6 separate regions of the Sus scrofa genome follow, and regions 2, 3, 4, 5 and 6 are each linked to region 1. A link is a contact called in public Hi-C and targeted proximity ligation data. All regions are on one chromosome and are shown on one strand. The core of a region is the stretch at or near the end of the contact, and the rest is flanking DNA. Distances in the headings are between cores, read along the strand shown.

What was found. Hi-C and Micro-C count contacts between places; a contact is called where the count stands out from the background.
Region 2: a targeted proximity ligation map of alveolar macrophages shows a contact between it and region 1. A contact is called at or near these places in 2 of 5 promoter capture datasets (fetal liver and liver), 3 of 47 Hi-C or Micro-C datasets (brain, embryonic fibroblasts and liver) and 1 of 2 datasets of targeted methods (alveolar macrophages).
Region 3: a contact with region 1 is called in a Hi-C map of embryonic fibroblasts, with 1.9 times the contacts expected there. A contact is called at or near these places in 4 of 47 Hi-C or Micro-C datasets (embryonic fibroblasts, fetal heart ventricle, heart right ventricle and 1 more) and 2 of 2 datasets of targeted methods (alveolar macrophages and skeletal muscle).
Region 4: a Hi-C map of embryonic fibroblasts shows a contact between it and region 1, with 1.8 times the contacts expected there. A contact is called at or near these places in 3 of 5 promoter capture datasets (fetal liver, liver and skeletal muscle), 4 of 47 Hi-C or Micro-C datasets (embryonic fibroblasts, omental adipose tissue and retroperitoneal adipose tissue) and 2 of 2 datasets of targeted methods (alveolar macrophages and skeletal muscle).
Region 5: a Hi-C map of skeletal muscle shows a contact between it and region 1, with 4 times the contacts expected there. A contact is called at or near these places in 2 of 5 promoter capture datasets (liver and skeletal muscle), 3 of 47 Hi-C or Micro-C datasets (fetal heart ventricle and skeletal muscle) and 1 of 2 datasets of targeted methods (skeletal muscle).
Region 6: a targeted proximity ligation map of skeletal muscle shows a contact between it and region 1. A contact is called at or near these places in 2 of 5 promoter capture datasets (liver and skeletal muscle), 17 of 47 Hi-C or Micro-C datasets (adipocytes, blood, brain and 9 more) and 1 of 2 datasets of targeted methods (skeletal muscle).

What each region holds. Positions count from the first base shown.
Region 1 is chr5:77,123,803-77,128,283 of Sscrofa11.1, reverse strand. SLC38A2 (solute carrier family 38 member 2) reads left to right here and starts at 2,141. Exons shown (of 15, transcript NM_001317081.1): 1 at 2,141-2,256; 2 at 2,559-2,640; 3 at 2,789-2,904. The coding sequence starts at 2,141.
Region 2 is chr5:76,875,334-76,879,911 of Sscrofa11.1, reverse strand. It overlaps SCAF11 (protein SCAF11), which reads left to right and starts at 3,261. Exons shown (of 15, transcript XM_021092989.1): 1 at 3,261-3,523.
Region 3 is chr5:77,259,800-77,264,503 of Sscrofa11.1, reverse strand. The region is part of intron 4 of LOC106510390 (a long non-coding RNA gene); the gene reads right to left. Among named protein-coding and RNA genes, the nearest start is that of SLC38A2, 140 kb to the right of the region's middle.
Region 4 is chr5:77,342,978-77,347,753 of Sscrofa11.1, reverse strand. The region is part of intron 5 of LOC106510390 (a long non-coding RNA gene); the gene reads right to left. Among named protein-coding and RNA genes, the nearest start is that of SLC38A4, 140 kb to the left of the region's middle.
Region 5 is chr5:77,378,177-77,382,418 of Sscrofa11.1, reverse strand. LOC106510390 (a long non-coding RNA gene) reads right to left here. Exons shown (of 13, transcript XR_002344176.1): 8 at 1,992-2,061; 9 at 513-563. Among named protein-coding and RNA genes, the nearest start is that of SLC38A4, 110 kb to the left of the region's middle.
Region 6 is chr5:76,976,467-76,981,394 of Sscrofa11.1, reverse strand. The region is part of intron 2 of LOC106510388 (a long non-coding RNA gene); the gene reads right to left. Among named protein-coding and RNA genes, the nearest start is that of SLC38A1, 98 kb to the left of the region's middle.

The DNA of each region.
Region 1 (4,481 bases), core at 892-3,391:
TTTCCGGGTCCCCACGAAAAGGATATCCCGAAAAGGAGCTGCCAACCGAGCTAATCAGACTAGTTTTGAAGAGTGAAAGCAGGTCTACGAGGTGAAGAAAGAACGAGAACAGAAACCTCCCATGGAGACAACATTGCTGCTTTGGCCCAACTTTGCCAGAGAAAACCCCCATGTAAATCGCAAAAATAACAGGCAGGAAAGGTTTGGGTGGGCGGGATGTGTCCCCAAAAAGCTTCGAGGAGAAAGCAGAGCCTGCTGCTGGTAACCCGGGCAGAAGGAAATGTGAAGGGAACCCTTTCTCAGAGACAACCCCTTGTCTAGGGCACCAATCGGGGCTGAAAGGAACAGAGCGAGGGAAGCACTGGGGTCTCTCCAAACTGCCCCGGAGCCTGCACAGTAGGCTTCGCCAGTGCGGGGGCGGTGGCGGGGGGTGCCAGTGGGCCGGACCGCCCGCCTCTGCCGCGGGGGAGGGGCGCGGCTGCGGCGGGGCGGGGCTTCGAGGGCCCGGGCGGGCCGGGGGCGGAGCACAGGTGGTGTTGATACACAAAGAGCAGGCACCCAGCGGCTGCGGCCCCGCCCACTGACGCGTACTCCCGGGCGGCCGCTAAAACCCGCCGCTCGCCGGGCTGCTCCAGAGCCGCGCGACGCCGCCGTCCGGGAGCACTTTCCTCGCCTCACCGCCGGCAGCCCGACCACGCGTTCCCACACACTCGCGCCTTTCCTTTCAGACGGCGGACGCCGGACGATTGGGGCGGCAACGTACCATTTCCCTTTTTAAATTAAAATTCTTTTCCTGTCTGTTGTTGGGGTTTTGTTTTTGTTTTTGTTTTTTTACAATTTTTGTTTGACTGAGAAAAACTCACCGAAGGCCTTTGCGTGTTGTTTCCGGGATACAGGAGCCGAGACCTCTGAGGTAAAGCGCGCGGGGGCGTCTGTGCAAAGGGCGCGGGCCCCCGGCGGAGCGGGGGAGGGGCGTCCGGGAGGGGCCGCGGCGGGAAAGCAGCTGCGGGTGGTTTGCTTCAGCGGAGGGTGTTTTCGGTCTGCTGGCCAGTCTTCGACCCCGGCCCGCACGAGGGTCACCGCCCTCCTCCGGGCGGGGGAGGGGCGCGACGCAGGGGCCGCGTGCCCGCCCGGAGCGGAACCGCATCCTCCCGTTAGGGGGAGGGGAGCCAGCTGGGCCCGCGGCTCCGCTGCGACAAGTCTTCTGACTGATTTGAATTAATGAAAACAATTACAGCCAAGGGTCCCGGAATTCGGGGGCGGCGGAGGAGGGTTCGGGTTTTTAGTATAGCTTGGGGGCCAGGACTGGGGAAGAGCAGCCGGGAACGTTTGACAATCGGCGATCGATATTGCATCAGTTTCCTTTCCGGGCATAGGAGGGGCCAACCGGGCGAAGCGCTCGCGGGCCGAATGCCTGTGGACGGGTGTGCTCGAAGGCACGGGCGTGCGCGTGTAAACAAACCTTAGGCGCTTCTGCGAGCCCGCGAACGGACGTCCTCCCCTTCTCGGGAGAGGAGCACTCGTGTCAGCCCTTTTCGCCCGCTTTGAGTCTGTGTGCCGCAGAGGCATTTCCCCTTCTGGGGGCTCCGGGAGTGAAAGGACGGACGACGCGGCATTGCTGTTGCAAATGCCAGACACGGGGAGCTTTGCGCTTGGGCTCTGGGCTGCTTGCACATCCAGCCAATGTTTGGGTGGGATGTGTGCCCTGCGTGCATGTGCATGACCAAGGAGGCTTCGAGAAAAGCAAGAGACTCCTTCCCGTGAAAGTGGAGAGAATGGAGAGGGCGAAACTCTAAATTCCAGTGGCGAGAGGCCGCGGGGTTCAGAGGGCGCGGGCCTCCGAGGCCGCAGCGCTGCAGTGGGACCATCTTTGTTCTCCGCGGCTCCGCGGTCTGTACTTTTCCGCCCCTCCGCGCGCGCCCCCGCCCCTCGCGCTCGGCTGGTACTTTTCCACTCGCCTGGCCAGGGATGAATCAGCCGCGCTGCGCCGCCCGGCGGCGTCACGTGACCAGGGCGGGCGGGCGCTGCAGTCCTGACGCGCCGCCTCTACCTTCACAGGCAGCCGCCCGGGCCCGTGCATCGCCAAGGACAAAAGGCACCCGGCGTTACTTGCTGCTCCCGATTCCTGTCGCTCCACAGCATGAAGAAAACCGAAATGGGAAGGTTCAATATTTCTCCGGATGAGGACAGCAGCAGCTACAGTTCCAACAGCGACTTCAACTACTCCTACCCCACCAAGCAAGCTGCTCTGAAAAGGTGGGAGAAGTTGTGTGCTTTTTTAAAAAACGACTTGTATATACACTGAAGGTTCTTTACCTGGGACTCTGCTTCTGTTGCTTTAATTTACTGTAGCGTTTGGAGAGACTGTGCAATTTTTGAGATGATGGGGTTTATTGCAATGACATGATATCCTGTAAAAGTCTTCCAGTTAAAAGACTCCTAGTTAATGTGCATTTAAATAAAGATGTGTGACAGCTAAATGGGATGGGGGCTTTTGTGTTAAAGCATTCCTTTGTATCTTTCAGCCCAATTTAGGATTTTTTTCTCTTTTTTTGCAGCCATTATGCAGATGTAGATCCTGAAAACCAGAACTTTTTACTTGAATCGAATTTGGGGAAGAAGAAGTATGAAACAGACTTTGTAAGTTAAAAACAATATTTTGTATCTCTGTGGCTTTATGGACTAAAAGAATAGTTTTACTTTTAGATTTCAAATCTAACTTGCCCAAAGCTGGTTTTTCTCCTTTTAATTATTGTTATATGTTTGGTTATCGTTTCCCTCTATGTAGCATCCAGGTACTACTTCCTTTGGAATGTCAGTATTTAATCTGAGCAATGCGATTGTGGGCAGTGGAATCCTTGGGCTTTCTTATGCCATGGCTAATACTGGAATTGCTCTTTTTATGTAAGTATGTGTAAGTAGAGAGTCTGCCATGCAGGGCAGTTAATATGATACAACGTATATTTTGGCTCCAGAGACTGAATTTACAGTTGAAGTAGTTAAAAGTCATTTGCTTGAAATTTAAAATATGAGAATTCAGAAAAATCTCTTTATTCTACTATTTAGCTGCATGATACTAAAAAAGCCAATTAGAGAGGAAAAATTAGGACAACATCCAAAACTGATAATTAAACTGAAAGTGTTTAAGTCAGTGGGAATAGTTAAAATTGAAAAGTGATTGGCTATTAAAAAAGAATTGTTGATAAGTCCTGGGTAGTTAGAATTTTTGTTCTGGCAAAATCTGAAGCAAGAGGTATTAAAAAACATGGTATCTCCAAGTCAGTTGGTAAATTGACAGTCATCCCAAGGACCTGTGGCCCCTTATGTACATAAGGAACACAACTAGTTTTTTTTTTTAAATATATAGGGTGTGGTGGTATTTGCCTAACCTGGAACATGTTTGTTTTGAGACAAGTGAGTCATAATCTTCTGGACACAGAAAAGCAACCCATATGTGATTTTTTTTTTTTTAATACATATTTCTTCAGGCCTTGTGATTGCCACAGCAAAAGAGGAATATTTTAATAACTATCCGCTTTGAATTGCTTTTTTTCTTTTTTCTTACCCAGTTAGAATTAGTTATTCCTGTACTTTCCAGCATAAATACTTAGAATTTTGGAACTATGTACTTTAGAACAGTGGTTTTTAACTGTTTGGGGGTCACTGACCCTTGGAGAGAATATAGTAGAAAAGTTTGGACCTTTTCCCAGGAAAACAAAAGAAAAATGCGTGTAAAGTTGCGTACACATTTTCAGTGACGTGTGTATCGTTAACTACTAAGACTACTAGTACCGCCTCCTAGCTAAGGTGCTTTCTGTGGAAGATAGTGTGATTTACTGTCTGGATGAAAAAAACTGCTCGTACACGTAGCCTGGCATTGTCTTTTAGCTACAGGTGTATTTTAGTTAGCTAACTGGTGCCTTCTACTCAAGTTATTTTTCCCAGCAGAAAAGAAATTTGTGATGAAATTCCACACTGAAGTTAAGCATGGCTTTGAGCACTGGAAGCTAGGATTCACTCAGCTTATTACTTCATTAGCGTGAGGCTATTGGCAATCTAAGAATGAGCACCAGGAATTTACATAGAAAGGACCCTGGAGTTTCAAATTTTTCCTTGGGGTGCTTGAATGGCATTATTGTCAAGTATTTGAAACCCTTCCTAACTCTTAGTATGAAAATTGGAGGCAATTTTTAAAAGCTCCCAGTGTGATTATGGTGCAGAATTTTCATGAGATAAAATGGCACCTTTGTTTCATAAGAGAAAGCAACATTTTAATCTTACCTTTGTACTTGTGAAATTATTTATGCTTAATAGGGTCTGTGTGTTTGATGATTAGCTGTTTTAATAAAGAGTTAAATAATATCAAGAGTGCTAAAGTGGCTTTTAAAATCTATCAGTATTTTACAAAGTTTATTTAGATGTATGGAGGCAAATGGTCCAAAAGCCATGTGGCTGCCATGGTCTGGTTAAACCACACTGTA
Region 2 (4,578 bases), core at 2,012-4,511, 250 kb after region 1:
TGTTGTTGCTGTTGTTGCTATTTCTTGGGCCGCTCCCGCGGCATATGGAGGTTCCCAGGCTAGGGGTTGAATCGGAGCTGTAGCCACCGGCCTACTCCAGAGGCACAGCAACGCGGGATCCGAGCCGCATCTGCAACCTACACCACAGCTCACGGCAACGCCCGATCGTTACCCACTGAGCAAGTCAGGGATCGAACCTGCAACCTCATGTTCCTAGTCGATTGTAAATATAGATACAGGATATAACTCATCATGTAAATATTAGATGCTGCATATACAGACATATACAGTGACAAAAATCACCACCCTCTACCACACATAAAGCAGAAACCAGCATATGACTATGAGGTCTTCCTGTCTCTACCGCCCAGCATATGGAGCCAGCAGGGTCAAGCTGTGCCACCTACGCCAAACCACAGCAACTCAGATCCACTGCACGCACCTATACCACAGCTCACGGATCGTTAACCCACTGCAGCAAACGAAACCATGGAGCAACTACCAGGAAAATTGGTTTTTTCTTATTTCCATCAGTAGTTTATTCTTCCCAGTCTTTTTCTAATTAGTTAAAAATTAGAGACAGATCTTCTGCTGTTAATAACACAGATAAACCTGGAGGCCAAGTGTAAGAAAGTGAAAATTTTATCTTCTGCTGGTGAATAAATATATCAAAAGATTTGTGTTGTTCAGTTTTGCTGAAATGGTATACTATTATTGTTAATTAAAAATTATAGTTTGGAGTTCCTGTTGTGGCTCAGCAAGTTAAGAACCCAACTAGCATCCATGAGGATGCAGGTTCGATCCCTGGCTCACTCAGAGGGTTAAAGATTCAGCATTGGCAGGAGCTAAGGTGTAGGTCACAGACATGGCTTCGATTCCACATTGCTGTGGCTGTGGTGTAGGCTAGCAGCTGTAGCTCTGATTCGACCCCTAGCCTGGGAACTTCCATATGTCTCAGGTATGGTCCTAAAAAGACCAAAAAAAAAAAAAAAAATTATAGTTTTTAAAATTAAAAAAAATTTTTTTAAAATTTTTTGTCTTTTTTTGCCTTTTCTACGGCTGCTTCCTGTGGCATATGGAGGTTCCCAGCTAGGGGTCTAATTGGAGCTGTAGCCCCTGGCCTACACCAGAGCTGCAGCAACGAGGGATCTGAGCCAAGTCTGCAACCTACACCACAGCTCACGGCAACGCCAGATCCTTAACCCACTGAGCAAGGGCAGGGATTGAACCCGCAACCTCCTGGTTCCTAGTCGGATTTGTTAACCACTGCACCACGACAGGAACTCCATTTACAGTTTTTTTTATTTGGCAAACGTTATCATTTGACCTTTGATTAATTTTTAAGAGAGAACATTTTCCCCAAAAACAAGTATGTAAAGATATTCGTACATAAATTTTTACATAAAAGAATGGCACACTAGAAGTCTCTATCTGGAGTTATACTCCAAGAAGTTGGATTTTCTAGGGTGAGGATTATATATATATATATATATATATATGTAATTATACCACAAAGCTTGGTGACATTCTCATTGTATTCAGTTGAATGGCTCCTAACAATGCTTGTTGATCTGGTTATATCATATAATTTCTTAAGCAAAGTTTTCTTAAGTCATTCTTTATCATATTCTTTATAATGTACTGCTATAAACTTCTCTAGATTATCATTCTTTCAAATACCCAAACACGGTAAAGCCCATTTAAATTCCCAAAGCTTATATCAAAAACTATACATTGTAAAAAACCTCACTTTGAAAATAGAGACAACATTGCAACAACATTGCAAATCAACTACATGCCAATAAAATTTTAAAAATAATAAATTACAAAAAGAGAGACAAGCCTGCCATTCATACACTCCTTCAGCAACTATTTACCAAGTCCTTAATTGAGTAACAGGCACTGTGCCAGGAGCTGTTATTAAGAAGGTATTAAGACATTGTCCCAGTGCTCACAGTGTGAGACTGACCCTCAACAGACCAAACACGAGGCACAAGATGGGGGAGCCAGAGAAGTGAGGAGGGTCATGGCAACCAGCTACCTCGGAGGAGAGAGGCAGAGGGGTGCCCATTCGGCAGGGTCCCGAGAAAGTGAGGAGGAAAAAGTCATCCTGGGCAATGAGGACATAAAGGAAGGGGGCAGACGACACGAAAAAGTGTGAGTGGCAAGGTGGCTACAGCTGAAACTTGGGTGAGCCAAGTAGGTGGGGCGGCCCGGGAAGAGCTCCAGCACACGGTGCGGGGGTTGGGGGGTGATGGCAGGACAGTGGCGTGGACAGGGCGGGGGGCGCTGCCAGGACCTGCTGGTAGAAGAGGGGTGGACACTGAGGGCAGGAAGAGCAGTCAGGAGCCGTGAGGAAACTGTCCGGGAGAAACTATGCGGGTAAAGAGTGACTTTAAAAAAGTCTGAAAGGTATTTTGGAGGTAAAACAAAAGATTTGACGACCGGAGGGAGAAGGAGTGGCACACATGTTCCGTTAGGCGGACTCGGACACTTGCTGGAGTGAATCATTACCTGTCACTATCAACCAACGAGTGGATCATCAAGTTTAATTTTTTGTTGTGGGAATTAAGACACGGGGCTATGCCTAAGTTTGATGAGTCACGTGGGAAACTTCTCCCCTAGGCCTGTTTAAAAAGCCCACCTGGAGGGAAGAGGTGGGCTAACGAGTTCTGGCCACTTCAGCCTCCCCGCAAGATGCGGTTCAGGTGGGCAATGCTGCTGGGTGAACACTCAACCCAAAGCCAAACAACAAACACTCTTCATATCAGATTACCATAAAGAGAGGATAGCAAATGCCGCGCAAACCCCCGCACGTCCAGGTCCCCAAGAGCCTACTTCATTGTGTTTCAAACAGCTTACCCGGTACCGCTGCCAAAGCAGAGCCAGCAGCGGCGCTCCACGCACGGCGCATGCGCAGGGCCCGCGGCGTGGGGGGAGAGCCGGGCACTGAGAATGTTTCCCAGAAGCCACTAGCCGCTGTTTTCCCTCCCGCTCGCAGGCCACGGGACGTGACTCCGCCCGTCACGTTCCTCTGGCGCAAAGGGTGGTTTGCCAGCGCCCCCCTGCGGTCCGGTTGATTGCTGCGACCTTGCTCGCAGGGCTAGAGCGAGCAAATGAGTTGGGAAAGCGCCGACCGTCCTGCTGCCGCTGCCGCCGCCGCCGCCGCCGCCGTCGCCACCGTAGCGCGTCGACCAGTGGAGGCGCCGCTGAGCTGAGAGGAGCAGAGCGGGAGGGAGGGGGAAGGGGACGCGCGGAACGGGGAGGGAGGAGGCCCGGCGAGGAGCGGGGGAGGGGGAGCAGCGGTGGCGCAAGACGCGCGGAGCAGCGCAGCCCGGGTCCGCTCCCTGCTTCGCCGCCGCCACCCGCCCCAGCCAGCAGAGCCGGCGCCCCAGCGGCCCCCGGAACACCTGAAAGCGGACGAAGGAGTCCATGTTGGGGAACTTGGCGGCGGCGTGACGGGGACCTAGGGACCTGCATTGGGGCCGCCGCCGGAATCCCCGCGCCTCGACCTCGGCCTGAGGTAAACACCGGCCGACCCCAGGGGTGGACTGGCGCGGGCCGCTCTCGGGCGGGGTGGGGGTTACGCGCCGGCGCAGGGCGGGGGAGCGGGCCCGGGGCGACGCGGGAGGGCGCACAAAGTTTCGGAATCCCGCGCGGCCCAGGCGGCGTCCTGCGCTCGGAGGAAAGTTGGAGCTGCCTCTGGAGGCGGGGGAGGTTGCGGCGGGCAAGGCCCCCCTTGCCTCTCGCCACCCGGCGAGGGAGGCCGCGCTTGGGCCGCCGCCGCCTCGCTGTCGGTACCCCGTCCCATTTCCTTCTTGTGGCCTACCCGCCTCCCGTCGGCGGAACCAGTCCCCGCCCGGGGGTCCTGGGGGAATGGGTTGAGGTTAGAGGCTCGGCGACGGAGTCGCCACACGGACACCCCCCTCCCCGCGGTGGAAACGTGTCCTGCTGGGCTTCCGGGCGCTCCCCGACCCCCGCGCCCGCTTGACTTGCGAGACTTTGCTTTTGTCGGTAGCGTCCAAGCTCGCTTGTGAAACCAAACTTTACTGCGCCGTGACCTCTCGGAGTGCGCGACCAGGGCAGAGCCCGCACTTGTGAGCACCCGCGTCACCCCGTGCCCTGAATTTCAAACTCTTCTTCCACCCCCAATTTCTAAACCAGTTTCCTGGGCTGACAACAAAAGGGCCAGGAGATCTAAACTTAGCTCCATCAGGCGTCCCTCCTCAGATACAAGGAATTTTGAATCTTTAAAGACGCTGCTTACAAATGGATGTCTGTCTTGCCCCCCCCCCAACCCCCCGTATTTTGAAAAATTGTGTTAAAGTAAGCGCCTGATTTGGAGTAGTTGATTAAAGCATTCAGATTCAAATGTGGAATTTTAAAATATCCTCAAAGTGTTTCTGTGCCGTATTACGTATAGTGCCTACGAGTTGAGCTTTTTTCATTCATTTTGGCTTTCATTTTGACATCTTTATCATACTATCTGTGAGCTAAGATTTTTTAGGCCAAACTGACCAAAAAGTTTTTAATATAATGCTTTGGCTAGTACAGGCTGTTCTTAAATTTTTGCAGTTT
Region 3 (4,704 bases), core at 1,619-4,118, 140 kb before region 1:
TCCTGATTTAATGGAAAACTTCTAGTGGCTTACTACTAAGTATGCTATTAGTTATAAATTTTTGTAGCTGTTCTTTATCAAGTTGGGGAGATTCCTCTCTATTCAAAGTTTGCTGAGTTTTTATGATGACTGGGTGTTGGATTTTATCAAATGTTTTTTATGCATCTATTGATATGGTCATGAGATTTTTCTTCTTTAGCCAGGTGATGTGAGGGATTACACTAATTGGTTTTCCAAATGTTGAACCAGCCTTTCTTACTTGAGATAAATCCCACTTGGTCTTATTGTATAATTCCCTTTACATATTGTTGAATTTTATTTGCTAATATTTTTTGAGAATTTTAGTATGTACATTCATGAAGGATATTGGTCTGTAGTTTTCTTCTGGTGTCTTTGTCTGGGTTTGTTGCTAGAGCAATGCTGTCCTTATAAGATAAGCTAGAAAGTATCCCTCTGCTTCTATCTTCTGGAAGAGATGGTGGAGAATTTATATAATTTCCTCCTTAAATGTTTGATAGGGTTCACCAGTGAATCCATTTGGGCTGGAGGCACTCTACTTTGGAAAGCTAATGATTATTGATTCAATTTCTTTAGTAGATATACTTCTATTCATGTTGGTTTTTTTCTTGTGGGTCTTTTGACAGATTGAGTCTTTCAAGGAATTAGTCTATTTTGTCTAGGCTATCAAATTGGTAGGTATCAAGTTGTTCATAATATTCTTTTATTATTCTTTTAGGGTCCATGGGATCTGAATGTAGCCATGTCCCTTCTTTTATTTCTGATATGAGCAATTTGCATCTATTTTCCCCCTCAGTTTGCTTGTCAATTGTATTGATCATTTTAAAGAATTAGTTTTTCATTTCATGGACTTTCTTTTAATGTCTTACTTTTAATTCCATTGATTTCTGCTCTAAATTTCATTATTTATTTTCTTCTGCTTACTTTGAATTTAATTTGCTTTTTTTTTTTTTAGTTTTCTAGAAACTTAGATTATTGATTTTAGAACAGTCTTACTTTGTAATATATGTCTTCAATACTATGAACTTCCCCCCAGTCACTGCTTTCACTGCATCCCACAAATTTTGACAAACTGTATTTTCACTTATATTTATTTATCTTGAAATGTCTCCTTTGACCTACATGTTATTTGGAAGCATATTGTTTAATCTCCAAGTATTTGGGGATTTTCCAGATATCTTCCCACTGTTGGGTTCCAGTGTATTGTGATTCGAGAGCAGACACTGTATATCTTCTATTCTTTTAAATTTGTTAAAGTGTGCATTATGGCCCAGAAGTGGTCTCTCTTGGTGAATGTTCCATATGAGCTGGAGAAGAATGTGTAGTTTGCTGTTGTTGAATGGAATAGTCTATAAATGTATTCTATCCAGCTGATTAATGGTGCTGTTGAGTTCAGCAATATCCTTACTGATTTTCTGCCTGCTGGGTCTGTCCATTTCTAACAGAGGAGTGTTAAAGTCTCCAACTATGATAATGGATTCATCTATTTCTCCTTACGGTTCTATCATTTGTGCCCACATATTTTGACTCTTTAGTTAGCCACATATACACTGAGGATTGTTACATCTTCTTGGAGAATTTATCCTTTTATAGGTATAGTATCTGAAATTAACATGACAATTGTCCTAAAGCCCAACCCACAAGGGCTGCAATGTCCCTTATTATTCTTGGAGAAAAACTGTTTTCAGACATTGCTTTCTGTACCAATACCATTTGCTGGTTCATTTGCTGGTCTGCTGATCAACTGCTTTTGCTGGAAAGCTCAGTTCTTCCTGCTCCCTCTAGGCACATACAAGGACTTTGTTATTGAACCCAACATCAAAACCAAACCTCTGGTATTGCAAATTCAGATGACTCCTCCACTCAAGACCTCCTGTCTTTTCAACAAAGGGGCTGACCCTTTCTTTCAGAGCTCCCCCAGTTTTCTAAGCCACAGAGCAGCTCTTAATTTTTTTTATTTTTTTAATTATAGTTGATTACAGTGTTGCATCAATTTCTGCTGTACAGTAAAGTGATCCAGTCATATATATTATATGTGTGTGTGTGTATACATTCTATTTCTCATATGATCTTCCATCACGGTCCATCACAAGTGATTGGATATATACCTCCCTGTGCTATACAGCAGGACCTCATTGCTCATCCATTCTAAATGTAATAGTTTGCATCTACTAAGCCCAAACTCCCAGTACATCCCACCCCCTCTCCCTCCCTCTTGGCAAAGGGGCTTTCAGAGCTCCCCCAATGTCCTAAGCCACAGAGCAGCTCTCAATTTTGAATCCATCCCGGTTTTAAGTGCTTATAAACATACTAGACCAAAATAGAAAAAGGGTGGCAAATAGGTTTCTTCTCATTTCCAAAGCCAATTAATTAGTAGATCCCACCGGAGCACCATGTTGAAAGACTCCATCTAGGCTCTGAGACTCTGTCTAGGCTCACTGGGAAAGAGGGTGATGCTTAGCTAGCAATGTCTAGGACAGTGTCTCCTGTCCAGGACAGGAGAGAAGCAGCACACCTAACAGGAACATGCCGTCCCTCAAGGGATTGCTCAAGCTCTCCAACAACTGCCTCGTGATCGCTCAGGTTCATAAGGAACATGTTAGCAAAGTGAAATAAAAGGAGCCTGGGTACTCTGTGTCACCAACTTCTTTTCAACTTTCACTTTTAATCCCCAGGTAATTAATACAAATGTAATTCAAATACCCTCCTCCTCCCAGGATGACTCAAAAGGCTCTTCTACAGATGAAGGTCATTGCCACACTCCAAGAAGACACAGGCCTGACTGCACTTGACTGCAGGAATGACAACAGCCCCCTGAGTCAGCTGCAGAGCATGCTGCAAGTGAAGGAGGGTAATCAGCCCGGCACTTTAGGACGTGGTTATGACACTAAGCAGAGTGAGCTCCACAGCCCTGCCCCCTTGTATAATCAGTCTCACCAAGTTCAGCAGGAGGAAACAGAACTGGTATGAAAGGCTGACCAACCTGGCTTCTCCTCCAGGCCCTTTCACTTACTGAACGACTCATGACGTGCTCACAGGCGAGAAGAGGTGATTTTGTGAAGCTGTGGATGCTCCCCAAATTAATCTATCAATTCCAAATCAAAATCCCAACAGAGCTTTGACAAACTGACTCTAAAATAAATACAGAGCAGCAAAAGACCAATAACTGACAAAATTTTTTGAAGGAAGTCAAGATATAGGGTTGGTGTTGAGTTCCCTCAAGGCTCTGGGGGTTAAGGATCTGGTGTTGTCACTGCTATGGCTCAGGTCACTGCCATGGAGCATGTCCAGTCCCTGACCTGGGAACTTCTATTTGCAGTGGTTACAAGAAGGACATTAAGTAAACACCAAGGAAATCTATATAAACAATGAACTTCGGCTCATCAAAAAAATATATTAATAAAAAGAGAGAAAAAATGCTATAACTAGTGGGAGGAGGGGAAATAAATTTGGAATTTATAATAAATTCCAAATGGATAGAAGATCTATTGAAGAAAGTAAAACTTCAAAAATTTTAGAAGAAAACATAAGGGACTATCTTTATGATCTTGGGGAAAGGACCTCTTGTGTCTTTAAGACACAAAACCACAAACCACACAGTAAAAGATTCATAATATGATTACACTAAAATAGAAAAGTTCTAAATATAAACAGACACTATAAACGTAAAAAGGCAAACCCCAGACTGAAAGAAGACATTTACAAACCATAAAAATGACAACTGATTTCTATCTAAATAAATAAAATACTCTTATAAACCAAGGGGGGAAAATGATTTAGAAGAAAACTGAATTGAAAAAAGGACAAAGGGTATGAATAAGCAAATTTAAAAGGCAAAAAAATATATGAACTATCCATCAGGGAAATGCAAGTTAAAACCCGACCTCCTCCAGATTAGAAAAAGTTTAAAAATCTGACAGTTCTTGGAGTTCCTGCTAGGGCACAGCGGAATCACTGCTGTCTCTGGAACCTAGGACACAGGTGCTATTTATGGCCCAGAACAGTAGGTTAGGGATCCAGCATTGCAAAAAAATATATATGCTAAAATAAAACTCTGATAGTTCCAAGTGACGACAGAGATGTGGAGACATGACTCTTAGAGTCTATTGAGAAGGAACTTAAATTTGTGTAACCTCTATGGAAAGTGTAGCAAACACACAGAAGTTACACTTCTAAATATAAACTCCTGAAAGAAGTGATTTTCCAACTATGGGTCTCAACCTGTGTGAAGTCAAGTTGGTAGATTTCAAGCAACAGTTTTGGGGTTTGTTCATTTGTTTTTAGGGCCAAACCTGCAGCATATGGAGGTCCCCAGGCTAGGGGTCAAATCAGAGCTGTAGCTGCCAGCCTGCCTACGCCACAGCCACAGAAATGCGGGATCTGAGCCACATCTGTGACCTACACCACAGCTCATGGCGATGCCGGATCCTTAACCCACCAAGCGAGGCCAGGGATCAAACCTTCCTACATCCTCACGGACACTAGTCAGAGTCATTCCAACTCAGCCAGGGATCAAACCTTCCTACATCCTCATGGACACTAGTCAGAGTCATTCCCACTCAGCCACGATGGGAACTCCTCAACCAACAATTCTGTTATAAAATAAGGCAAAATAAAAAGAACAGACAATGTCACAGTGCACTGCAAATAGTAAAAGTAAGTATAATTTTGTGAAACTTTTTTTCA
Region 4 (4,776 bases), core at 1,499-3,998, 220 kb before region 1:
TAACTCTACAGTCTTATTGGTGTTTTCCCAACTTTACTAGTGTGCATTCCATTCACTGTGAATGATTACCCTAGAAAGACATCCCTTGACCATACTACAAGGTTTGTAATATCTGCTCCTCCCAAACTCTGGATTTTAAGTGTCTCTACTGTGTGCTCTTAGTTCTCTCTGCTTTCCTATTACAGTATTACCCGATTATATTTTAATTACCTGTATCTAAATTCCATTAGACCCATAAGCTCCATGAGGGCAGAAACAGTCACATTCACTATTGTATCCCCAATCTAGCACTTTTCCAGTTCAACTACATTCATTTTTTCATTTAACAAACATTCACTGAAGGCCTACTATGTGTCAGGCTCTGTTCTGTGTGCTAGATACACCATGGAACAAAACAGATCAAGTCCCAGATCTCATGGAGATTATATTGTGGGAGAGACATGTAAGATGTCATTCAGTTGCCTGTGTCCCTTAACCCAGCCAGCACACCCTCTCCCAGGTGCTATGTGTGTTGGCTTGCAGCTTCTAGCTGCCCCCATTCCCAGGAGAGCCATCCTCGGCAGAGGTGCACTGCCTCAGCCAGGCAGTCACAATGTCTTCTCCTGGTCTACAGCCGATGACTGACTGATAGGGTCAAAGGACTGGCCCCTTGTCTCCAAGTGTAATTAATGGACCAAAAAATTCTTTGCCAAGATTAACCTTTCCCTGAAACAACATCTTCCTGGCTGCTTCCCCTCCTGCTCTCCTGCTTCACTTCCTCCCTCAAGGTGTTTTTCTGGAAGAGCATTCCCTCAATACGCATTTGAATTCTTTGCTCCACTTCTGCTTCTAGGAAACCCAACCTAACACAGAAGGAAAGCAATAATCAACAATTAAACACGTGTATGCCTACCATGTCAGATAGCGATTACTGTTATGGAGGCAGGGCAAGAGGAAGGGGCATACTGGGAGAACGGAGAGTCCCATTTTGGATGAAATGGTTAGGGAAAGCTTCTCCAGTAAGAGGACCTTGGCAGTGACCTAAAAGGAGTGACAGGGTGAGAAGTGTGGAGGTCTGGGGATGAATGTTCCTGGCAGAGGGAGCTTGCATGTTGAGGACAAGCATGTTTGTCATGGTTGCAGAACAAAGGAGGTAGGATTAGGGCAGCTGGGGAGGATGGCAGGGGTGAGGTCATAAGTAGGTGGCTGGCTGTTGGGATTAACCAAGAGGAGTGCAACAGGGCCTTCTTCCCACTGCAAAATTGGGGAAGTACTAGAACATTGAAATAAGAGCAAGATCTGCATATGAAAACTGCTATCTCCTAAGACTAAATCTCCTGCAGAGATGCCATTGATGGGGAAATGTGTTTGTGACTGTGAGGGCAAGATTCCATACATCTTAGCAGAAGTATACAAGTAAAGGAGAATGGTAGTAGAGTTCTCTCTTTTCCTATATTTCATAAGAGTTTCCCCCTCTTCTCTTATACATAACCCTCTTTCCACCTGTACTCTGTCCATCCTAATCTGGGATATGACTTCCTTGGTCAGTTTTGAATTATTATACATCCATAAATTAATTTCATTACGTTGGTGATACTACTGCAAAATATACATAGCCATATTTGTGGGAAGGAACTGAATCTATACTTTTTTCTTCTTTTCTGTTCTCTTCCCCTTCCTTCATTCTCTCCCTTTCCTTTCTCTTCCATTTTCTTCTCTTCTCCTTTCTCTCTTTCTTCTTCTCTTCTATTTTTTTTTAGCACTTGGGAAAATGGTTACTCAGGAAACAAAGAGATCAGTGCCTTTTTCAGTGATGGCTCTTCCCTCTGTCTGTTAACTGAAGCTAGTCTAGACAACAGTTACCACTCAATTAGTACAAATTATTATTGACGAAAAGCAAACTTAACCTACAGAGTGAAGCTCAGAAAACATATATTAGGTACAATCTGGGGTTGCTTGTCTTATTGTCACTCCATGTTATGGGCAGACTTATTTTCTCCTCTTTGTAGATAAGATACTCACACCAAGAGTCAGTGCCCCTCCCTGATTCCACAGCATAGTACAATACTTTTAATAATTAACAGTGGCCAAAAAGCCTGATGTTTTCTGTGTGCTCAGATTTGTGCCAATCAATTTACATACATATATCATCTCACTAAAATTTTACAACCCTGTGAGGTGGTAATTCCTTCCCCCTTTTTACAGAAGGGAAAGCTGAACCACTGAAATAAAGAACCTTCCCAGGATCATTCATCTAGTGAGTGGTACCTCTGGGAATGCAGCCAAGGTTAAATGAATCCAGAAGTGAGATCTCGAATTTTACTCTACACTGCCCTCCACTAATTCACAACATTTTGCTTCTATTTCTATCTACCCACTTCCCCCCACTGCCCTGTGAACTTCCTAAGAGGAGACTATTTTAATATCAGTATCAGACTATTTAATATCAGGAGATTGATTCCAAGACCCCCATGAATATCGAAATCCACAGATGCTTGAGTCCCTTATATAACATGGCAGAGTATGGTCAGCCCTCTGAGTCTGTGGGTTCTGCATCTACGGAGATGGAGGGTCAACTATTCTTTTGTTTTTCCACCTGAACTCTATACCAAATGAGGGGTAAGGCAAAAGAGTAAGGGAGTTACAGATTTTAAAGGTATCAGCTTCATTACTGAAGAAGACTAGCCTCGAGAAGGCAATTCACTGTATAGGAACCATGGTCCTCTTGATGCCAAGCCCCAGCATTAGTCACAGTCATGGCCAGTGCAGGGAAAACCACAAGCATCCACTCTAAAATGCAGGGCTTGATTTGCAGGAACATGGATAGACCTAGACATTGTCATACTAAGTGAAGTTAAGACAAATATATGATATAATTTATAACTGGAAACTTAAAAAATGATGCAAACACACTTATTTACAAAATAAAAACAAACTCACAGATAGAAGAAACAAAAAATTTATGATTACCAAAGGGTAAAGGCGGGGGGAGGGGAGGGCATGGAGGGATAAATTAGGAGTTTGGGATTAGCAGATACACACCGTGATGTATAAAAGAGGTAAACAACAAGGACCTACTGTATGTACTGCATAGTACACGGAACTATACTCACTAGCTTGTAATAACCTTTAATGGAAAAGAATCTGAAAAAGAATATACATGTATTTATGTGTATTTATATACATATATATCTGAATCTCTTTGCTGTGCACCTGAAACTAACACAACATTGTAAATCAACTCCACTTCAATTAAAATAAATTAAATTAAATGGACTTGGACTTGGAAGAGCAGACTGGAGTGAGTGGAGAAAGGGAGGGGGGGCCGATCCACACCTGGCTGACCAGCCCAGATCTCATTACTATGAGTGGCAAGCACCTGGAGAGTGACTAAGGTAAGTTTTTTTAGGGGAAAGAGGAACCCAGGCCAAGGAGGTTCCAGCAGCCTCTCCTACCCTCAATACATGGAACTCGATCTTCTTGAATTACTTAGGTGGGAGAGTGTTATCATAAGCTGTGCAATGTAGCACATAATTAATCAGCACTTTGAAAGTGGAGAGCCCAAATCCAGTGCAGATCTGAGGAATGCCCTCAGATTTCTTACCTCCCATATCAAGTGTACAGCTTGCTGGTACAGAGGCCATCCCTCTTTTAAGCTCAGGTTTTTATTGAGGACTGAATTGGGCTAGATGGAAGCATCCTGGCATATCTTCTGGGTCCTGGGATTGGGGTACACGATAAGTCTCAGCTTTGGGGAGCATCAGTGAAAAGAGGAAACCCAGTGAGAGCCAGAATGTACTCCTGGCCAAGAGGCAAGTACACCTGTGACACTTCATTCAAGGTGGCGTGGCATACCCTCTGCCACTATTGAGGGGAGCAACAGACAGAACAGAAGTGGAGAGTTCCACTGGCCACCCAGGATGCCTCACTTTCCTGGGAGACATCATTTTGTGTCCAAGTCCTCCCAAAGCAGCAGGATGTTTCTAGACCCTCAGAATCTGCTTGCTATCACCCCATCCATCCCTTTCCCCTAACCATCTCATTGACTTCATACTATCAATATTTTTACTTTGGAGAAGGGGATAAACAGAACCTAGAAGTCAGCCAGCCCAAACAAAATAGCACAGCCAGACACAAAATTTGAGTCTTCTTGGACGGATAGTCTATATTCAAAGAAAATAATCTTTTGCTCAAATTGTCTACATTGGCTCTTATCACTCCAAACATATTAAATTTTGACTTTCCGAACTGCTCTGGCTCTACTGGCCCATGGGAGCTGTTCTCTGCTGCCAGATAAGAAGTAGGGAAAGGACTTGATCTCAACAGTGAAAAGTTGACACCCTGTCACCAGGACCCCAAGTGCCATGGCCTAACCCAGCCCCATCCCTATATTTTGTTCAGAGGTCTGGGTGAAAGGACTAGCCAAAACTCTTTTATCAATCAGCTAGTAACCTCCACGGACGTTACATTAGAGATTTTATCCTACCTAAGTATATTTTATCCTAACCATGTAATTAGGGTCAAACTAAAGTCCAAACTAAAGTCCAAACCTGCCCTGTATATTAACCACCCTAATTCAGTCTAAGCCTGAGCTTGCTGGCATGGTGGTGAAGAGGTCCTGCGAATGGCTTCATCCCTGTCTGCTCTGGTCTGCTCTACACAGATAAATTCAGTGGCCAAGATTCAGAGATTTCACTGGTGGCCCCAGCTCTGGAACAAATAACCTTGTGAGGATCAGTAGAGACCAGACTAAGGATGACTCAGTAAAATCCATTGTCTATGGGACAGACATCAGAA
Region 5 (4,242 bases), core at 1,684-4,183, 250 kb before region 1:
GGGGGAGTCAACATCTCCAGGAGAAAGCCCCAGCCAATGGGGAATAGGGGTTGAGTGGATAAATATTCAGCCCCCTCACTCTTGATGGGACAGCTGCAAGGTACCTTCTGCAGAGTCTCTCAGAGTCATTGGTGGGATCAGCTTCAGTCACCAACAGAGATGATTTGTTCATTAAAGCATCCTTTATTGGTTTTCCCCCAGGCCTGTTTGCGGTAGGCAGAGCTCCAAAAGAGACTTAATACATAGCCCTGGTAAGGTTTCTTTGAAAAGTGAGGCCCCTTGGGAAAGTACAGTCCCTGCTGTGGGAGGAAATGGACCTGGCTAACATGCATCAAGGGAACAAAGATAATATACGTGAGAACAGACCTTGAGGGTGCTGGACTAAAGGGTGGAAGAGGAGGTGAGGTAGCGGAGTGCTAACTGATAGGGGGCAGCCTCCCATGACTCCAGATCTAGCATCTAAGTAAGGTTACCTGATGTCAGTGCTAAAAACACTGCTTGGATAAGCTTACCTGTAAAATGAGGTAGAGATGCCAGAACTTCTTCAGCAGAGTCTGAGAAAACTGCCAGAAGAATCAGAGAAGGGACAGGTTAGAATGGATTTACATTAGAAGACCAGAGAACTCACCAGCTTCCTGTATCTCCTGAGAAAGCCCAAGGGTACTTCCTTCACCAAAACAATGCCCCAAAGAGGAGACTGTCACCACCGTGAAGAGGCTCAGGACTTCTGTGGGCCACAGCTGATGGTGGCCAAGGCTGGAATTATTGTACTGGACTACCTAGTGGCAATGGGCTGAGAAGATTCTGGAACATCAGAGATTGGGTGGAACAGTATAATCATCGGGGCAAGGTGGACATAATTTCTACGATGGGAAGCAAGGCCATAAAGGCAACCAAGGCCTAGATGTGCAGAGATCTATGGTGATGGCTAAAAAAAGACATGAAGTTTGACAGATGGGCAAGCAACGAGGGTGTTGCTTGACTCATGCAACCAAGAGCTCCAAAGTAGGTGAACAGAAAGCCGACACAAGAATTCCCGCTGTGGCTCAGCAGGTTAAGAACCCGACATGGTGTCTGTGAGGGTGCAAGTTTGATCCCTGGCCTCACTCAGTGGGTTAAGGATCTGGTGTTACTATGGTTATGCCATAGGCTAGCAGCTGCAGCTCTGATTCGATCCCTAGCCTAGGAACATCCATATGCCGCAGGTGCAGCCTTAAGAAAAGAAAAAGAAATAAAGAAAGCTGATACAACCTGCAAGAAGGGAAAATTATGAACCCTTACCCAGTATGCACATCTGAGTCAGTTTTCAGGTCCGGACCCCATAGATTGAAAAAGAGAACAGTTCCCTTTGAGGAACAACTCTGCATTGCCATCATTTAAGTATATACAATAGTTATACCCCAACACTCACCCAGAGAGACCTATGGAGGGTACTACTCAGATCTTTCAAGGGCTATTGGATGTAGGAACTGAGCTTACAGTAATAATAGTGGGCAAAATACCATCATGGTCTCCCTGTTAGCATGAGGCAAGTGGAGGCCAGGTGATAAATAGTGTCCCATCCCAAATCTACCTGAGAGTGAGTCCAGTGAACTGCATGTGCTCATCTTGTTCCTGGTCCCTAAATACCTGGTCCCTGAATACATAATCTATATGGATATCATGCTATACTGCTGACATTATGTGAAGACTCTTAGCAGGAAATGGTCAAATGTCTTTATGCCCTGGAAAGATAAATTCATGGCAGAGAGTGAGGGAGGGTTATTAACCCTCCAAACATTGAGGGGCTTTTTAAATCAGTGAAGTTCTGAGGTCCTGTTTAGGAAACCTCCTCCAAGGTGAAAGATAAGTTATTGTGCCTTATACCTCCTACTACTAAGAAAGGCACAGTCCTTAGGAGAACTTTTTGGAGACACCATAAACCATATTTGGAAATACAGCTCCAACTCTTTTATCAGGTGACTAGAGAGACTACCAGTTTTGAGTGGTACCTGGAGCAATCAAGGGCTCTGCAAAACATTCGGTCTGGAGCACAAGGTCTCTTGTCACTCAGGAAGACCCCTGTGGGACAGAAGTAAAATAAGAATGCTGTTGAAATTTCTGCCAAAGCCCAATGTTAAGTCTCAGCATAGACTCATTCAGAGTTCTGGAGCAAGTTCATGCTGTCTGCAAAAGATAACTGCTCTCCATTCAAAAAGCAGCTTCAGGCATGATGCTGGGTAGACACCCCTGGTCATGAGACATCAGATAGCTCTAAACCAGAGCATTCCAATAGTGATCTGGATGTTATCAGATTCCTAGAGCCATAGATTTGGATAGGCACAGAAGAAATCAATTGTTTGATGAGAGATATATTTGGGATCAGACCAAACAGGTTCAGGGGGCATAAGCATCAAATGTAAACAGATAGCTTCCTCCCACATGTCACCTACCCAGATACAGTAGTGTTTCTCCCTCAGCCCATACCTGTGGCCTTGTTGGAGGTTCCTTGAACCCAGAGAAGATGAAGAGGGAAATACTCAAGCCTAAGTCACAGATGAAGCAGATTAGTACATATGATGGTACAAGCAGAAAAAAGACTGGGGCTGCGGCATTAAAGTCTCACACACCGGTGACCTTTAAGGACAGGAAAAGCTCAGCATGTAGAGCTTTTAATGCTACATTTAGTCATTGACCTTGTGTGGAGGGAGAAATGTCCTGAGCTAAGGATAAATTCATGGGCAGTGAAAAATGACTTGGCTGGTGGGTCAGGAATCTGGAAGGAGCAAGATGAGGATACTGGAGAAAAGAAAACCTGGGGAAGAGGCATGTTAGACCATTAGGAGTAGCCACAATGGGTGCAGATTTTTTTTTTCTCATGTCAATATCTATTAAGTGCCTGTCCATCTCTGAGGAAGCACAGAACAATCTGTTGAACAGGGTGACTCACATAGTGGATATCAGCCAGCTTCTGTCCTGGGACACCCAAGTGCTTGCACAATGAGTTCATGAACAGAGTAACTATGGTGACAAGGATAATGACTATTTATAGGTCTTAACCACACAAACTTCTCATTAAAACTGATCTAGGTGCTGCTGTTGTTTAAATTCTCCCCTGGCAGCAGCAGAGACCAATGAGGAACCCCCATCAGAGAGACCAACAAGCCATGTGGAGGCAAGCTGAAGACATCAAATCTTTCCACTCTGGATAGGGCAGCAATTCTTTTTTGAGAGAGAATTTCTACATAATACATAATCTATATGGAAATGTTTGCCTTTTCTGACCACAGTACCTCTACCAGCACCATTATCTGAAGACTCACTGAGTGTCTGAGGTACCAAGAAAAGATCTAATATATTATCTCCCTACATCAATTTTATGGAGAAGAGGACAAAACAATGGACATGTGTCTACTGGTTCTATAATACAGCACATTACCTGGAAGCTGCTGGCCTAAGAGAACACTGACGTGGCCTCTGGCTTGCAGACAACACCTTTCTGTGTGGGGTGATAGTCATGTTTGATGATGTACTATCTATGTTGAGCCAAAGGTCGACATATGGTGCTATGTCCCTGATAGCTAGAAGACATAGGTCTAGAAATCAAGAGAAAATAACTTTTTTTTTTTTTTTCTTAACCGTCACTTCCAGGGATCCACTATGCTTCTGGTTACTGAAACACTACACCCTCATGGATTAGAGGTTCTGATTCCTAGAAGAGTGAGATGAGATGCCTCAATCAAAGCACACAGCAAAATTCCTACTAAATTTAAAATCACACTTACCATTTGGATAATTTGGGCTCATACTGGTAGATCAGTAGGAAGAAGAAAGGAGTTGATACACGAGTAAGAGTAATTGACTCCAATCACCATGAGAGACTAAGCTTGCTGCTATAGAAAAAGGGAATGACTCTTCACTGGGCCATCTTTTAGTTTGCTATTCATAGTGACATCCATAGCAGCCATGGCCTGACAAGGACACAGTAACTAAGGACTCAGACCCCTCGGAGATGAAGATCCAGATCACTCCATTGGGCTAGTTCCCTAGGCCGGCAAAAGTTCTGGCCAAAGGTGAGCAAATACAAAATGGTAGTAGGGGAGGGTGATAATAATTATCAATTACATCCTTGGAACAAACTTCAGTTTAGAGAATCAAATGAATTTAATGTAGAACACAAGCAAATATAGATCCCCTCAGCCCACCTTAAAGTCAGAGAGGCAGCTTCTTCACTAAAGAATTTCTGTACTGGTCATTGACTTC
Region 6 (4,928 bases), core at 1,390-3,889, 150 kb after region 1:
TTCCTGTTTCTTTTGATTTGATGCTCACCAAATGTTTTTCATTGTGCTCTACCCTAAAATTCAATGTTATTCAACAAATACTTACTGTCTAGTGTGTGTAAAGTACTACTTTCTGGAAAAAAACAAAAAACAAAAAACCTCCATGTAGATATATCACTTCCCAACATACCTCTGACTTTTCACCACTTCACCTAGGTTCTCTTTTGAACCAGATATGCATCTCAATCTGCTCAAAGAAGAGAAGTGAATATACTTTTCTCTTCTTCTTTTTTTTTTTCTGTCTTTTTGTCTTTTGAGGGCCACACCTGCAGCATATGGAGGTTCCCAGGCTAGGGGTCTAACTGGAGCTGTAGCCGCCGGCCTACGCCAGAGCCACAGCAATGTGGGATCTGAGCCGTGTCTGCAAAGTACACCACAGCTCACGGCAGTGCTGAACCCACTGAGCAAGGCCAGGGACCGAACCCGCAACCTCATTGTTCCTAGTCGGATTCGTTTCTGCTGTGCCACGATGGGAACTCCACTTTTTTCTTTTTTTGTTAATCAGTTTTGCCTCTTAGGAAGCTCAGAAATTCTGACCAAAAAGGGATGGAATGTGTACCATCAATATGGCCACAATGCATGAGCAACTGCGTTATTTTTTTTTTAATTTGGGTATAAAATTATAAGGGTTGTCTACAATCAAAGCTTTCTTTAAATGTACTGACATATAACACATGTCATATATTATAAATGCAATTATAAATATATACACTTAATATATAATATAAATAATACATATTTTTATTGGCACACAGTTGATTTACAGTATTGTGCCACTTTCTGCTATATAGCAAAATGACCCAGGCATACATATATAATCATTCTTTTTCTCATCTCTTCCATCATGTTCTATCCCAAGAGACTGGATATAATTCTCTGTGCTATACAATAAGATTGCAGCATCCTTTCTGTGATACTGCTGCCAAAAATGCTTTACTTGAATCTAATCATGAGGAAACATCAGATAAACCCAAACTAGGAAATACTCTAAAAACTAATTGGCCCATAATCATCAAGAGTGTCAAGGTCATGAGAGTCGAGGAAAGACTGAGGAATACTCTTCCCAATTGAAGGCCACAACTAAATGCAACACACAATCTTGAATTGGTTCCTATAGTTATAAAAAACATTATTGGGACAAGAGGTAAAGTCAGTCCTAATTTAAACTTCTAAAAGTTTCTGAGAATTAGATGGAAGTAATAATGTACTGGTGTTAATTTCTTGATTTTGATGGATGTATTGTAGTTCTGCAGAAGAATATCCATGTTTGTAGGAATTACTTTCTTAAATATTTGTGAGTAAAGGGGCATCATGTTGGCAATTTAAGCCCAAATTGGAGGTGGTGGTGGAGTTATTTGTATTATTCTTGCAAAAAAAAAAAAAAAAGTAATATCTGATGTTGAATAAGTGACTCATTAAAGAGCCACATCATTGTTAATCAATGACATCTCTTAGAGGTACAGGATGTTAATAGCCATGCAATATGTTTTTGATCCTAGCCTATGGGCATGGTGATATCAAATAATCACCATTTACCAACATGGCTGGCCCCGTTGGTAGCCTACAAAACTGTCATTCCTTCTTCCCATTCTTTATTGCTAATAGAATCCAATTTCATTGAGATTTGGATATCTGGGTCCTTTCTACCTCCAGGAGGTGAATTTTTATTGATCTAAGCCAATCCTGGTTTAGGCATGAGCATGTGCTGTACATGGCTAAAAATACAAGATACATGAAAGCAGGTCTGCTGGGGTTGGGGTAGTGGTCCTTCAGGGAAAGATTTTCCTTACAAATAACTCAAGGAATGAAATGACTCTTCTTCTATTTAATGAGGCACACCTAGGTTATAGCAGTTGTCCTGCAATCAGGAGGAGATAAGCCTAAGTGATCTCGGAGAGACAGCAGTGAGTGATGGCTTGAAGTGAGATCTTAATTCTCTGCTCAGGAATTGAACCTGGGCAGGCCCAAGAAGCCTAGCCACTAGACAGGAGAGAGGCTGAAAGTAGAATTGCCCTGATTCTTGCTCCCTGTTGAAAGGAAGAATGTTTTAAGGAGGCGACGATTGTAAAAACAGGTATAAAGTTTATACCTGTACCGGTTTATACAGTATACCAGGTGGGAGAGCACACAGAGAAGTAGTCTGTTTATCTAAGGCAGAAGCAAAGTGGTAATACACACCCAACGGAGGCGCTCAGGTGAGGGGGTCCTCAGTGAGGAGTGTGCCAGAGAGGTGATTTAAATCACTTACATAGGACAGTTCTTCTGGGTCTTTGCTTTCCTTAGGCCAATTATCTTGTTTTGTTTCTCACACCTGACTGGACCCAGGGCCCTCTCTGATATGTGTGCACTTTGGGCAAGATGGGTTCCAGAGCAAAGTGTTCTGGGGTTATCGGGACTTAATATGGCTTGGGGTACCCTCCCTTTCTGACCCCTAGGAGTCTTTCTGTGCACGTGTAATTGGGGAGGTCTCCTTGATGCCAGAAGTGGATTGAAATGGTCATCTTATCTTTTTATTCCAGCAGAGCTCAGCTCCTGTCATTAACTTTCTCCTTGAGGTGTCACAGAGAAGCAAGGCCCAATTTACTCAGCCCAAGTCCCAGCTGTCCTCATTTTAAAATGGGCTTCTGCCAGGGACAATCTCCACACCAGAAACAACTCTCTGCCCAGACACAGAACTGCTGCAGATCTTCTGCGAGAAACATTGGTATTTCTCTAATTTAAGTAAATACATGGTAATGTTTTTCCCATTAAGCATCCACAGGTATTCAGAGAGACAAATACAGGTATTTAGGAATTATTTCAGATCGAAAGCTTTATAGAAAGAAAGGAATTTTCTTTTAAAAATAAAAATACATAAACACTTTTCTCTCCTTATGACTCTCACATCAAGGAGGCAAAATTGAAGAAAACAAATAACAACAAAACATTATCTAAAAAGCAGTACTGTTGGGACTTATGTAATGTGTGGTTTTAACAGTCTGCTTCCTTGAATTTGAATAATATTGCCATTTTAACCACCTTAAATTTTTGTACCTTTTCTATAGGTATTTTTTTTAATCTTCATTAATATAGCACTGTGGTTTGCAAAGATAAGAGCATTCTCTGCACATTTTGCTTTTCAAATATAAAGAATGATGATGCACATTTTTATGTTACTACCTGCCATAAATAAATATACCACTATCTTTTTGCTAAGCACGTTGCTGATTAATCACTATAGATTAAAATAATCCCAAATTGAAAGCAGTAGCTTTTTAAAGATTAAGAGAAATTGTATCTGTATGGCATTGTTGCTTTAACAGCTCAATTTGCAAATAAAAGAGCAATTATAATCATTTATCTCTAAAAAAGAAACAGATTTATAGAAATGTTTTCTTTCATGAAAACAGCACCACCATCTGGAATCCTATAGTTTGTGCAATGAAAAAATTAAATGACAAGGTTTTGTTGTTTTTCTTTTAGCTGGTAGAAATTTGTCTTTTCCTAAGAGGTTTTACAGGTGAAAATAAGGCAGAAATTGCATTTCTAAATAGCTTAATAACAAAACGTGATTTCTGCCTTATTTTCACCTGTAAAACCTCTCAGGAAAAGACAAATTTCTTCCCCACCACCAAAAAGGATCCGTACCATTTGTGTCCTACTGAAATCAACTAATTTTAATGGTATCAGACTCTCACATGATTTCTTTTACAGCTAATGTTATCATGCAATTACTATTACAACAGGAATTAATTTTATACTTCCTCCTGACTATATGTTTCCTCTGCAATAGAAAAGTATTTTTTTCTTTAAACTAATGTTAAAGAAGTTTAGTGTCCCAATTTCTTACTTTATTTTTTCAAGAATAGAGGTTAAAGGAGCATATGATGAAAAAAAAAATGGACCCAGTCCTCGAAAATTGAAAAATTTGTAAAGGAATTTTAAGCACTATGCAAATGTACAGAATTATTGTTATCATCACTACATAAATTTAAGGGACCATTAATAGTATGGCATTTATAGGTAAACACATGTGGATCAAATACATCTGTTTAATGGTTTTACTCAACACTATATAAAATTATGCAAGCTTTAAGTTCTTCAAAAATGAAAAACACTATATAATGTTGTTAAAAATTTCTGCTATTCTCATGAATGGAACAAAGCAATTGATTCAAGCGGCAAAAATCACATTCAACACTCTAAACAATCATTTTCTTGTATTGTTGTATTAGGATGTTTAATGAATGGCTTAATTGATTAAGCCTTAAAACTGAACACTCCAATGTTCCATTCATTTGCCAAAATCAGTCTCATCCTGTACTGAGCCATGTGCATCCTCTAAAATAGAGCCAAGAACAATTGTGTTTCCTGGAAAACAAAGGCAAAGATTCTCCAGCTATGTCAAATGAACACCACAGATAAACATGCTTTTATATCTATTTTTTCCCAATCTCACTCTTGCATTTCAGTTCTCTAGTCTGTGAATATGTTACCAATGAGTTCATTTGGTAACTCTTTCCTCCCTCACCACTGTCATTCTAAGGACACCTAACCTAGTGCCTAACAGTTACTGTTATATATACTGTTATACAATCCCGCTCTAAGTGTTCCATATGTAGTCATTCATTCTCATTACAACCCTATGAAGTAGGATTTTAAAAATGAGGAAGCTGAGACCCAGAGAAGTTAAGTAAATTTGCCCAAAGTCATATAGCTAAGGAGAGGTATACCATGGATTCCAACACAGGAAAGTCTGGTTTCCAACGCCCTGATTTTAACCACTCAAATGCTGCTTCTCAACCAGTGTATGACAGCTTCAGTGGTCTTTGGCTACCACTTTACAGTTTATTAATTTTAATCCAAGTTTATCTTATTTGGAATAAATGTCAAATCAATTTGTAAACCTT